Regions from separate parts of the Mus musculus genome. Here region 2 is linked to region 1. A link is a contact called in public HiChIP or PLAC-seq data. All regions are on one chromosome and are shown on one strand. Each heading gives the region's core, a stretch centred on a gene start, on an enhancer-like site or on the middle of the called end of the contact. The rest is flanking DNA. Distances are from core to core; before and after follow the strand shown.

The links. HiChIP or PLAC-seq counts read pairs in DNA pulled down with a chosen protein or histone mark.
Region 2: an H3K4me3 HiChIP or PLAC-seq map of embryonic stem cells shows a contact between it and region 1, with 7 read pairs. The contact joins the promoter of Uchl1 here to the promoter of 9130230L23Rik in region 1. A contact is called at or near these places in 6 of 39 promoter capture datasets (the C10 cell line, the SN4741 cell line, embryonic stem cells and 2 more) and 2 of 115 datasets of contacts at active chromatin or transcription factors (embryonic stem cells and pancreatic cancer cells).

What each region holds. Positions count from the first base shown.
Region 1 is chr5:66,002,838-66,005,542 of GRCm38.p6, forward strand. It overlaps 9130230L23Rik (RIKEN cDNA 9130230L23 gene), which reads right to left and starts at 1,448. Exons shown (of 7, transcript NR_027961.1): 1 at 1,373-1,448.
Region 2 is chr5:66,674,733-66,677,432 of GRCm38.p6, forward strand. Uchl1 (ubiquitin carboxy-terminal hydrolase L1) reads left to right here and starts at 1,389. Exons shown (of 9, transcript NM_011670.2): 1 at 1,389-1,590; 2 at 1,704-1,715; 3 at 2,212-2,340. The coding sequence starts at 1,558. It overlaps Uchl1os (ubiquitin carboxy-terminal hydrolase L1, opposite strand), which reads right to left and starts at 1,765. Exons shown (of 5, transcript NR_102714.1): 1 at 1,330-1,765.

The DNA.
Region 1 (2,705 bases), core at 198-2,697:
GGAGAGACGTGGAATTGCTGGCACACATTAGAGCTTGGGTAAATGAAGAAATGCAATCTTGATAATGGGCAAGCTATATGGGGAAATGCCAGGAGGTTGGTCATTTAGCAGAGACACTCTGGCTAGGAAGAGAACCCAAAGCTCATGAATTTAAAAGCTTGGGGCCTCAGACCCTTTTTTTTTTTTTTTTTGGGTTTTTTGGTTTTTCGAGACAGGGTTTCTCTGTATAGCCCTGGCTGTCCTGGAGCTCACTTTGTAGACCAGGCTGGCCTCGAACTCAGAAATCCGCCTGCCTCTGCCTCCCGAGTGCTGGGATTAAAGGCGTGCGCCACCACGCCCGGCTGGCTCAGACCCTTCTTAATGAGCGAGTTCTCTCAACTGCAGAGCAGCACCTTGGCCTTGACTGACAATAAAAAAAAATTACAGTGGGAAAACAAGGGTGTGCTCAAATAAGTAAAGGAAAAACAAAAAATAAAACAAAACAAAAAGACCAAACAAACAAACAAAACCACCACACATCATGGAAAACGAGCCCTTACACACAGTTCCAAATTTTCCATTCAAACAAACAAACAAACAAACAAACACAAACAAATCTTATGTATAGTCTCATTGACCTAGGATGGTCTGGAGCCACGTATGATGGTGCTTGTCTTTAATACAGCACTTGTGAGGCAGAGGCAGGTGGCTCTGATTGGATTCAGGGTCAGCCTGGTGTACATAGTGAGTTCCAGGACAGCCTGAGCAGCACACTAAGACCCTGCCTCAAAAAAAAAAAAAAAAAAAAAAAAAAAAAAAAAAAAAAAAAGGAAAAGGAAAGGAAAGGAAAGGAAAGGGAAGGGAAGGGAGGGGAGGGGAGGGGAGGGGAGGGGAGGGAAGGAAAAGAACAAGGAATTCTGTAGATGAATCGCCGCCAGTGCTTCCAATCTTCCCCAGGGACAGGTGAGAGAGAATCTTCCCACTTTCAGCCAAGGTCTAGTGTACTACACTCAGAGTGTTCAGCCTGCATGCCATTACTGAGTTACGGACCTCAGGACAGCATGGAGAATTATTCCCATCAGCCTTCAGTCTATCCCTTCATTACCTCTAAGCCAGGAGTCCTAAGCGTTGTCTATAACCTCCCATCTCTTACTTTAGAAAAACCATTTACAGTGCCTCTTTCCTTTTTAAGAAAAAGCTTTTGCCTCATCCAGCCAGTATTCAGGAAAAAAAAGTTGTCTTCTGAAACTGGTGTGTGCGTGTGTGTGTGTATGTGTGTGTGTGTGTGCACGCGTGCCCCCGTGGGCGTGTGTGAAATCTCCCCAAGCCCTACCAGTTTGGGACTAGAATCTCCGGGCCTCAAGCAACCATCGTCCTCCCTGTAAGTCCTCACCTTAGATGGCTTCTATCCCTCTAGGCAGTTTTCGCCACACCCAGATCTTGCCACCTGGTGCTCTGCCTTCTTTTCTAATCCTGGTGCCCCTTGTCCTACAGCTTTGAACTGGGTTCAAGGGGAGGGAATGAAGGAGCCTTCTCAGCTGTCAAAGGTCTTTGCTATCTGAGCGTTGCAAAAGCAAACAGTCTAATCTCTGTGTAGCTAGGCAGGGACAGAGTGAGGCAGACAATCTTGTTTGTCATAGAATAACAGAAGGCTAGAACCGGCCGCCTCTGAGATCTTCCGTCCCAAGATACACAAAGGAGGAAACCAAGACCCAGAGAGAGTGGAGTGGTCTGCCCAAGGTCGCACAGACCTGTTTAATACCTGCAACTTACTCAGCTACTAAATAATTAAGCAATGCTTCTCCCCGCAACAATCTTGCAGGCTAGGTATGGTGATTCATAGACAAGAAGTGGAAGCCGGGTGACTAGCCCAGGTCTCCCCTAGCTAAGCAGGAAGCCAGGTTTCCAACATACTCTTAGCTACCTGTATGAGCCTACATCACAAGAGTTGTGAGCATACCAGACTATCTAAAACAGGATTGGCACTTGACAATTGGTGTTCCCTAAGTGAGTGACCAATATACTGGGGGCGGGGGCGGGGCGAAGCGAAGTGTGGGGTGGGGGTGGGAGTAGGGGAGGGGATGGGAACAACACCTGGGCCCCACAGGCCTCTACGAGGGGGGCTGGGAAATGTTGAGGTTGGATCAGGTGCCAGGCACTGGGCTTTACTTCCTCATTCACTTTATCCCTGGCATTTCGCTGTGGAGGACACAGAAGAGTGAGGAGGTGAACTTCCTCACAAAACTGTGTAAAATCAGAGCAACAGAGCTCTGATGAATAGGATTGAACGGGGTCACGTTCCTCCGCCCCTCTTCCTACCGCCTGCCGCGTCTGTCTTTTCCTCTTCCCAGCGTCCACCAACCCAAGGCTTCACCGCAAAACTGTTGCTAGGTCCTCCTTCCCTTTGTCCCATTAAATGTTCTTTTCTGCAGACCACTCCCTGCCCCAGAGGCTACCTGATAAGCTGATTCCTGAGTGGCTTTCACAGGAAACCTGTTCTCCCTTTAGGTAACCCAGTTGACCTTTAAATGTCAAATCGTCAAGTTTCCAAGCAAACTGAGGAGAATGGGAGTGGGAAGCCAGGCAAGGTGTCACACAAAGTAAGGCTCATTTCCCTGTTCCTCGGTTTGTCCGGAGACTGTTCCTCCTTCCGCAGCCCCGCAGCCCCGAGGAGTTCAGCCCATGCAAAGCATAGAAGTGAAACTTATTTGCATCCTGTTCTCAAA
Region 2 (2,700 bases), core at 139-2,638, 670 kb after region 1:
CACACAGTCTACCCAGGTGTACTGGGTTATGTGTCCGTCTGTCTTGTATTTTTTTTTTTTATTAACTGCATTGAGATGTAATTTACATAGTATAAAATTCACTCAGAATCTTACTAATGCCTTCTTGCCTCTCACACTTGGTAAGTGAAGGTCATTTTTTTTTCCCTGATGGTGAAACTGGGAAGAAAATTGAAGTAGCACATTGCTGAGTCTAAAACAGAAAATGGACCCTTCCAGCCTCATTTACCAGGTTTTGTCTTCCTGCCTCATTTTCCAGCTGTAGCACCAAGCAAATGAACATCTCTGAACCCTGGATCCTGATGTATAAAATTTCACAAATACAATATTGGACCCTCTCAGGGTGAAATAAGATGGCCTGGTAAAGGATCCAGCTGGAGAGGCAGTGCTGTTAAAACAAGGTTGGTTCCCTCCATCCTATGCCTTGCTTACCTCGGGCTAGCAAAAAGCATGTCTGTTTTTCACCATTTGTTCTGAGCATATTTTTTAAAATACCCAACCTGCCTGCATCCTTAGCTACCTCATTCTGTGATTTAGCATCCCTGACAATTGATACAGATCTGGCCCCTCCTTCTACTCCGCCTTCAGCACAAGCGTTTGCCTTCCATCCTTTGAAATGTGCCTGTTAGAAAGAACACCCCCGCCCCCATCCCTGGAGAACCGCGGGCTCTCCTCCGTTGCTATTCCCTTTCTTCTGCGCCCAAAGTATTGTGGACCAAAATCTTATTATCCCAAACCCCTGTTCTTTGAAAAAAGGTTTCCCCTATTTTTTTTTTAAATGCTTTTTCCTTTAAGCCTCTAGTCTCAAATCATCTATCTTTTCTTTGGTCTGTTTCTAAAGTCCTCCGGCGCCCGTATTCTATGTGTCTCGCATGTACTGCTTCCCAGCGACCCACCGGTTCTTCCCCTGGAGTCACATTACATCAGCTTCACTAATGCACTCCGTATCAGATGTTTTATTCTAGGCAGTCCATTAAAAACCGAGCCTGGACACAGGTTGAATTTAACATGGAGGACAGATTGTCTAAGGTTAAGTACAAACTGTTCCGAGATGGGCGGGGGGGGGGAGGGAGGAAGACCGACAAATATTTATATTCATATTAAACACTACATATACCTGTTGATTTTGTGCTTTTTTTTCTCTCTCTCTCAATGTTTCAGAGACCCTCGAGCTTTGGAGTGATTGAGACGACAGAGGAGGGTTTCCAGAAATTTCGCTCCAAATTGAAAGCTCCCTCAAATAGGCTGCTTCATGCGCTCAAGGAACACCCACCAACAAAACCCATCTCCACAACCACCAGATTAGCTCACCGGCGAGTGAGACTGCAAGGTTTGGGGGCTTGGCTTGTACCATTCTGTGCGGTGCATGGGGGAGTTCGAGCCCTCTTGGCCTTCCTCCTCTGCTTGTTTCTGCTCCCGTCTCCCCTGCTCAGGCTTTCCCAGTGAGCGAGGCCGGCGCTTTATAACAGCAGCCTGGGCGGCTCCACCGGCTGTTTTTTCGGCTCCTCGGGTTTGTGTCTGCAGGTGCCATCCGCGAAGATGCAGCTGAAGCCGATGGAGATTAACCCCGAGGTAAGCATAGCTGCTGGGTCGCTTCGGGAGAAATAAGGCTGACCCTTAGCTACAGCTCGGTAGCTGAATCATTTAGTTTTATTATCATTTTCCTCTTTGCTTTTGGCTTTCAGATGCTGAACAAAGTGAGTGGCGCGGCGCGCAGTCTCTGTCCCTATCCTCCAAGAGCATCGTTGGAGACGCCCAGCCGGCCGCGCCCTGTGCAATGGAGGTGGCTGGGCTGGGGCGCCCAGCTGGGTGTCGTCTCTGCCCTGAGTTATCTAGGGGTTTGGGAGTGACTGAGAGATCGATCACGGGGAGGTGGCGGAGGATGGACCCGGACAGCAACGAGCGCGGGGAGCAGCTCTCGAGGGCGTGGCGACGGCCCGCGGACTCTAGTCCGAGGGCTTCGCGCGAGCCACGTGTGGGCTGAGCTTTGTGCTGTGTCACTGCGCGGCACGCAGGGTGGGACGGCGCGGAGGCTCCTCCCAGACTCGGGTGGGGACCCGTGTGTGTGTGTTTGGTGGGGGGTTGGGGAGTGGGAGGGCCGCACGAGGGATGCTCGTGCTGGCCCCGCCCCCTAGCAGGTGCCCATTATTTGTCTGGCTTTTTCGGTCTGGCTGCCCTGTCTTTTTCTTGCAGGTGTTGGCCAAGCTGGGGGTCGCCGGCCAGTGGCGCTTCGCCGACGTGCTAGGGCTGGAGGAGGAGACTCTGGGCTCAGTGCCATCCCCTGCCTGCGCCCTGCTGCTCCTGTTTCCCCTCACGGCCCAGGTAGGGAGAGGTCTGTGATGGGCGGGTCTCAGTGGATACGCAGTGTTGTGGAATGAGTTCCTACCTCACGCTGTCCCCTTTTCCTGTAGGGTCCCTGATAAGGATCCCACTTCTTAGGGTGGGAGGTGCTTGCATTTTCATCGGGGCTCTATTGTGATGTCCATTATTGCCTCAATTTGGAAGAGAAGGAGCCCATTGCGTCTAAGTCTTTTTTTCAGTTATCCAAAGAAAGATCTCCAACTTGTTTATTTTGTTTGTTTGTTTACTTATGAGCCTTGCTCCCACTTGCGGATGGCCGGTTTGTTTTTTTTTTTTTTTCCTTTTAAGGGCCGTGAGTGGGTCAGGTCCCTGGTTTGGTTC